Regions from separate parts of the Anser cygnoides genome. Here region 2 is linked to region 1. Evidence: chromatin contacts called from public Hi-C data. All regions are on one chromosome and are shown on one strand. Each heading gives the region's core, a stretch centred on a gene start, on an enhancer-like site or on the middle of the called end of the contact. The rest is flanking DNA. Distances are from core to core; before and after follow the strand shown.

Region 1 (2,700 bases), core at 142-2,641:
CAGGTGCCTTTTTTCATACTCCCCTTCACTTTCCTTGCAAATGATTGTAAATTGTAATCAACTGTAAGAGTAGTGGATATTTTTAATCAGCTCATCCCTCTGTAAGAAGACTAAAGTTTTCATGAGTGTTTTTTTAGAATGAAACTGTGTACTATTAAACAGATATGATCTACCTCTGCCTCATGGTAGCTGGTAAATTACTTTATATCCCTTCTCTCTCCCACAAGGCAGTCTGTTTAACTGAAGCTTGTGAAATGTTGTGATCTTTGCATGAATGGACTTATTGAAGTGAAAAGCATTAACAATATTTATTTCGGTGGATTGCAGAGTTAATGACTGAAGAAGAAAAACTGGTAAAACTTGCTTTCTATATATACAACAGAGTCTACAAGAAACTTAATTCATTTTTAAGAAAGCAGACGTGTCTGTGTCTGAATCTGTTACAGTATGTGTGATCCCCTTATCATGCTGGGTTGAATGTCTTCTAACAACGTTATTGAAATATATCTCCAACATTCATATTTGAGTCTTTCTTGCATTGTGGGTATTAAATGGAAGCCAGTGTCTGTCTTTCTCTGCTCAGTGCAAAAGATATTTACTGTATTTGAGTGTCTTCAGTTTTGGTTCTCATTTTGCAAACGCGGTACACTTTAATTAAGGCTTGTCATTTGAAATCTAATGATTACATTTACTGTAATGTCTCCATCTTGAGGAGGTGAATTTGACTTAGAAATCCTCTCTGTCATAGAGGGGCTGATAACGGTTTGAAGAGTTCTTTTCCTGGGTGAGAGCCATTCTCCTGGCTTGTGCTGCTCTTTCTGGGTACAGGGTCGTAGTGCTCGCTTAAAGGATCACACTGTGTTGCTTTGTACAACTTAGAAGCACTAAAAATGGACGAGAAAATCCCTGAAGTTGTGTATATATACACATTTAGCTTGGAACGTACCTGCATGGGATGGTCTTTTCCCTTTTGTCTTTCAACACGGTTTCAGAGGTGGCTTATTGATTATACTGGAACGATGAAGAAACTCCTCTCCCTGAATTAAGCTTCTGTTAGTCTCTGAAAGGACTTTGACCAAACAGTGAATTGTTAATACACTGAGGTGGTTTTTTTATTGTTGATTTTGGCTTTTAAATAAACCTTCCTATAAAAGCAGGTTTTGGTTGACCTTTCACCTGCTCCTTTCAAAGGGAAGAGTTGTCTCACGTTTCTTCTGAGGGTACTGCCTGCATCTCCAAATCTTCTACTGCTGCTGTTCAAGCACCTGCTTTTAATGTCAAGTCAAAATCCTAACTAATTTTACTGTCAAGTAAATGCCATTTTATGTCTGCTTATTCTGCTGGAAAGCATAGAAAAGAACTTAGTTTTCAAAAAGAAGTTATCGAAGCCTCAAATTAATTGATTTTCAGTGTTGCAATATTTTAAACCAAACTTGTGATTTTTTCCCCTAGTTAAGATTATATCATGGTGGTGTGGTGTTGTGGGGGCAAGGGTCCTAAGCTTTTTCCCCAGCCTGTTGTGGTGCAGGTAGAAAGCTGCTACAACATTCAGACTCAGGAGGACGATTGTGTTATGCCTGTCTCTGTCAGAAAATGCTGGGGTTTGTGCAGAGGACGGGCCTGGCAGTGAGCTGAGATGAGGGGAGATGCAGGGGGTACCCCACAAGGCACAGGAACATGTCCTGGCTCTGGGATCTCTGGTCAGGGAGGCCATCCAGCCCTGAGCTCTCATTCTGGTGAGAGAGCCATGCCGTGGTTTGCATGGCAATACGGCAGGACGAATGGTGTTTGTGCCATGGGGGTTGAGAACAGGGCATGGAGAGAGGTGGTAGGAGGCTTGTGGGCTCACCTCAAAGTGTCCTGTGCAGTATGTGGATGCTCAAAAGAGAAGGTGACAGGCTGGCCGCTGGCTCATTGTCCTCAGATGTCCTGGTTAGGAAATGATTTGGCAGGTGGCATCTGATTAACTTGCGGTCTTTCACTGCGTCTGGTTTGCACATCCTACCAAGAGCAAAGCCTGGGTTTTCAGACTCTGGCACCCTGCTCTGGTGCTTCTCACCCAGGTCTCTGGAGAAGCCCTGTGGCAGCGAGAGGACCGAGGTGCCTCCCCCAAATCACACCCAGCTGTCTCATCACAGGGCTCATCCTTCTTGTTGGGAGCAGGTCCCCGTGCGGCAGAGGCAGGAGCACACTTGGGCTGGGATGCCTTACCCAAGGCATCAAGTCATACCCAGACTTCAGGTTAAGCAGTGCTAAGGGCCCTGGATGGGCCGTCTGCAGGGTGGGAGATTGCAGTGAATGACAAACATGTGCCAGTGATAGGTACAAGCTTTCTTGACCTGCCTTAATTTTTCCAATCAGGCCTATAATTGCTAAGGGAAGGTGTAGACAAATGCAATAATAATAATAAAAAGTCAGAGCTATAGCAAGGCTCTAAAAGGAAATACATTTTAGAAATATATTTTGTTGTTTAATTAATAAGGATTTTGTTGTCAGGCTAAAACAGACTAAAAATAAACAGCTGTATAGTACTTCATTAAGCTGCCTGCTTGGAGTGATTTTCCCATTGATTAGTCTCAGGGCTAATGCTGGTTCATTCCTCATTTCATTGCTAATTAACATCAGCTCTGCTCCTGACCACTTGACCGCACTCTCTCTGTGAACATGTGCTGGTTTGGCAAGTAATAACTGCTCCCTCCT
Region 2 (2,700 bases), core at 32-2,531, 130 kb before region 1:
CCCACGCGCGGCGGGGCGGCCCCGGGTGCGCCGCTCTCCGCCTGCCCGCTTCTGGCTGTTTCTCGCAGCGTGATGTTTTTTATTTATTTATTTATTTTTATTTTTTTTTTCCCCTTTTTTTCCCCTGCCCGGTAGGCTGCGGCAGGTGAATGATGAGCCCCCCGGCTCCCGGTTTATGAGCCGTGAGATTGGAACCGCGCGGGGACAGCCTCGGCGAGGCGAGGCGAGGGGCTCCGGGGGGTGGGAGCGCGCCCCCACGCGTGTCCCCGGCCGCCTGCCCCACGCCGCGCGGGTGCCCCCCGCCGCCTGCTGCGCGCCCCCGCCGCCTGCTGCGCGCCCCCCCCGCGGGCCGGGCTGCGCGCCCCCCAGTCCCCCCAGCCCATCCCACCTACCCGTGGGGCGTCCCGCGTGGGAAGGCGCGGGTGGGAGCCGTGCCGCAGCGAGGGGGCCGGGGCCCGTCCCTGAAGGGCCAGGGCAGAGGCTGCCCTCGGAGCCCGCGGGGCTGCACCCCCTCCAAAAAAAAACCCCACCCCAAATCTGGCTCTGTCCCGGCCAGGCGCCCACGCGTGGCGTGGCGTGGGGCGGCCGCGGGGGTAACCCCCAGGAGGAGTGTTTTCGGGGCTTTCTCGTGAGTGGCTGCCTCGCTCCGTGGCTGACCCAAAGCTCCAGGCTAACGCTTCGCCCCTCTCCTTTCCTCCCTCCCAAATCCTCCCCCCACCCCAATAATCCCAATCTGCCTCTTTCCTATTCCCCCCCCCCGCCCTTGCTTTTAAAGTGAAGGCGCGTTCAGGAAATGCTGCCTGCCGCCTCCCTCCTTTCCACCCGACCTAGCGGGGAGCCCCTCTTCACCTCCACCACCCTAAAAAAAAAAAAAAAAAAAAAAAAAAAAAGCCGCAAACGCACCGTGTTTCCAACCTGGAGTTAAAGTCGGTGCTAATCCGGGTCAGCTCCTGCCCCTGTTGGGAAGGCAGGGAGGGAGCGTGTAACATATGGGTTGTAGGGGGAAAAACCAAAGCAAGCCCCCAAAATAAACAAACAAACCAGAACCTCGCGCACAATCACGGTGAAGTCAAATTCCTTCCTACACACCCACAACTTTAGCTCTGTCTGCTGCCTGGGGGGTTTTAATCTTGCAAAGAGAAAGGGGGGCTCCCTGCGCAAAATTACGCCTTCTCCTCTCATTTGTTAGCTGATTCCATCAAAAAGTTCGCTATTTATAGGCTACACACACGAACCTGGAGTAATACAAACCCTCCCGTGTTGTTCCCCTCGCAAAGTGGCCGGTCGTGAAGCATCCGAGCGGTTTGGTGTGTGCGCCAGTGAGAGAGAGACACACAGAGAGCGCTACAATCAAAAAGGGGAAAGAAGATCTCAAGCTGAGAGACTTATTAATTGCTAAGAGCCGCTCTGCCACCAGCCATGTGAGTACCTAACAACGATCACCTTTTGCACAGATGGTCAGCGATCAGGCACAGACACTTTCTGTCCTTTTCTTCCTCCCTCCCCTTTCTTATTTTTTTATTCCCGTCCAGTCTCTCTCCCACCCGCCTTTTTTTTTTTTTCCTTTTTTTTTTTTTTTTCTTTTCCTTTTAGTTTGAGCTCGCACGGCTTATTCCTCCCCACGAGGAGGAATGAAGCGTGGGGGCGAGCGCGGGGGAGAAAATGTGCCGGAGCAGAGGAAGGAAGGAAGGAGTGGTGGAGGGAGAGAAGGAGGAGGGTTTGTTAAGCGATCGCCTTGTCCCCTGAGCCCGAGCCGGCTGGGAATTAGTACCAGAAAGATAACGGAGGTTACATCCCTCCCTCTTCCTCCGCTTTTCTTTTCCGGGAGCACTCAGCCCCCCAGACAATTACCCCGGTAGCAGCGCGGCTAACGAGCTGTATTCAGCAGGACCCACTTGGGGGAATTAAAAGGGGGGAAAAACAGAAAAAAAAAAAAAAAAAAGAGAGAGAAAGAAAAAAAAAAGAAAAAAAGGAAAAGCGAGCGAGAAGGACGCGGGGACGGGGGCTCGGCGCCTGGCGTGCGGGCAGTGGAGAGCCCCCGCGCCCCACGGGCAGGGGCAGGCGGCAGCGAGCAGCGGGCTGGGCTCGCCGTGGCCCCGCTCCTTTCCCCACGCGTGGGCTCTCGGCTCCCGTGGGCTCGCCGTAGCCCCGCTCCTTCCTTCCCTGCCCTTTCCCCACGCGTGGCACAGCGGGCGCAGGCGAGCCCCACAGCAGCGTGCGCCTTTTAGAAACCGCACAGCGGGCTCGAAGGGGGGCGAGAGGGGGGGGACACGGCCTGTACCGGGCTCGGAGACCCCTCGGAAGCCGGGTGCGGGGCTCGGGGTGCGGAGCGAGCCGCTGGCAGCGCGGAGAGGCGCGGTGCTGAGCCGGCCCCCAGCTCGGAGCGGGTTAGCGCAGCGTTAAATTCACAGGGCCGGGGTTACCCGGGGCAGCATCACGGCGTGTGCCCGGGCTGTAACCTTTGCTCGTTTATACACAAAGAAGAGGGAGAGCCGGAGTTGCACCTGGAAATCCAAAGAGCAGGGTGAGTATCGGTATTCGCTCCTCTCCCTGCCGTGCCTGGGAACAAAGTTCAGAGGCAGCCGGCGCGGCGCTGGGTGCGGGTCCCCGGAGCCCCCCCCCCCGGGGCTGCAGCCGTCGCGTTTCGGGCCGGCACCAGCGAAACGCCCCAGAACTGCCGCTCCTTCGGCTGCAACTTGG

The links. Hi-C and Micro-C count contacts between places; a contact is called where the count stands out from the background.
Region 2: a contact with region 1 is called in a Hi-C map of liver, with 2.2 times the contacts expected there. The contact joins the promoter of ESRRG here to the enhancer-like site in region 1. A contact is called at or near these places in 2 of 7 Hi-C or Micro-C datasets (both in liver).

The regions. Positions count from the first base shown.
Region 1 is chr3:21,617,847-21,620,546 of Taihu_goose_T2T_genome, reverse strand. The region is part of intron 2 of ESRRG (estrogen related receptor gamma); the gene reads left to right. Among named protein-coding and RNA genes, the nearest start is that of ESRRG, 130 kb to the left of the region's middle. Within about 2 kb of position 1,391, at least 1 of the 3 cell types and tissues checked has open chromatin away from gene starts, as enhancers often do. A contact at or near this core is called in liver, where this site is marked.
Region 2 is chr3:21,748,740-21,751,439 of Taihu_goose_T2T_genome, reverse strand. It overlaps ESRRG (estrogen related receptor gamma), which reads left to right and starts at 1,281. Exons shown (of 8, transcript XM_066995513.1): 1 at 1,281-1,421. LOC106031642 (a long non-coding RNA gene) reads right to left here and starts at 1,371. Exons shown (of 6, transcript XR_010830894.1): 1 at 1,236-1,371.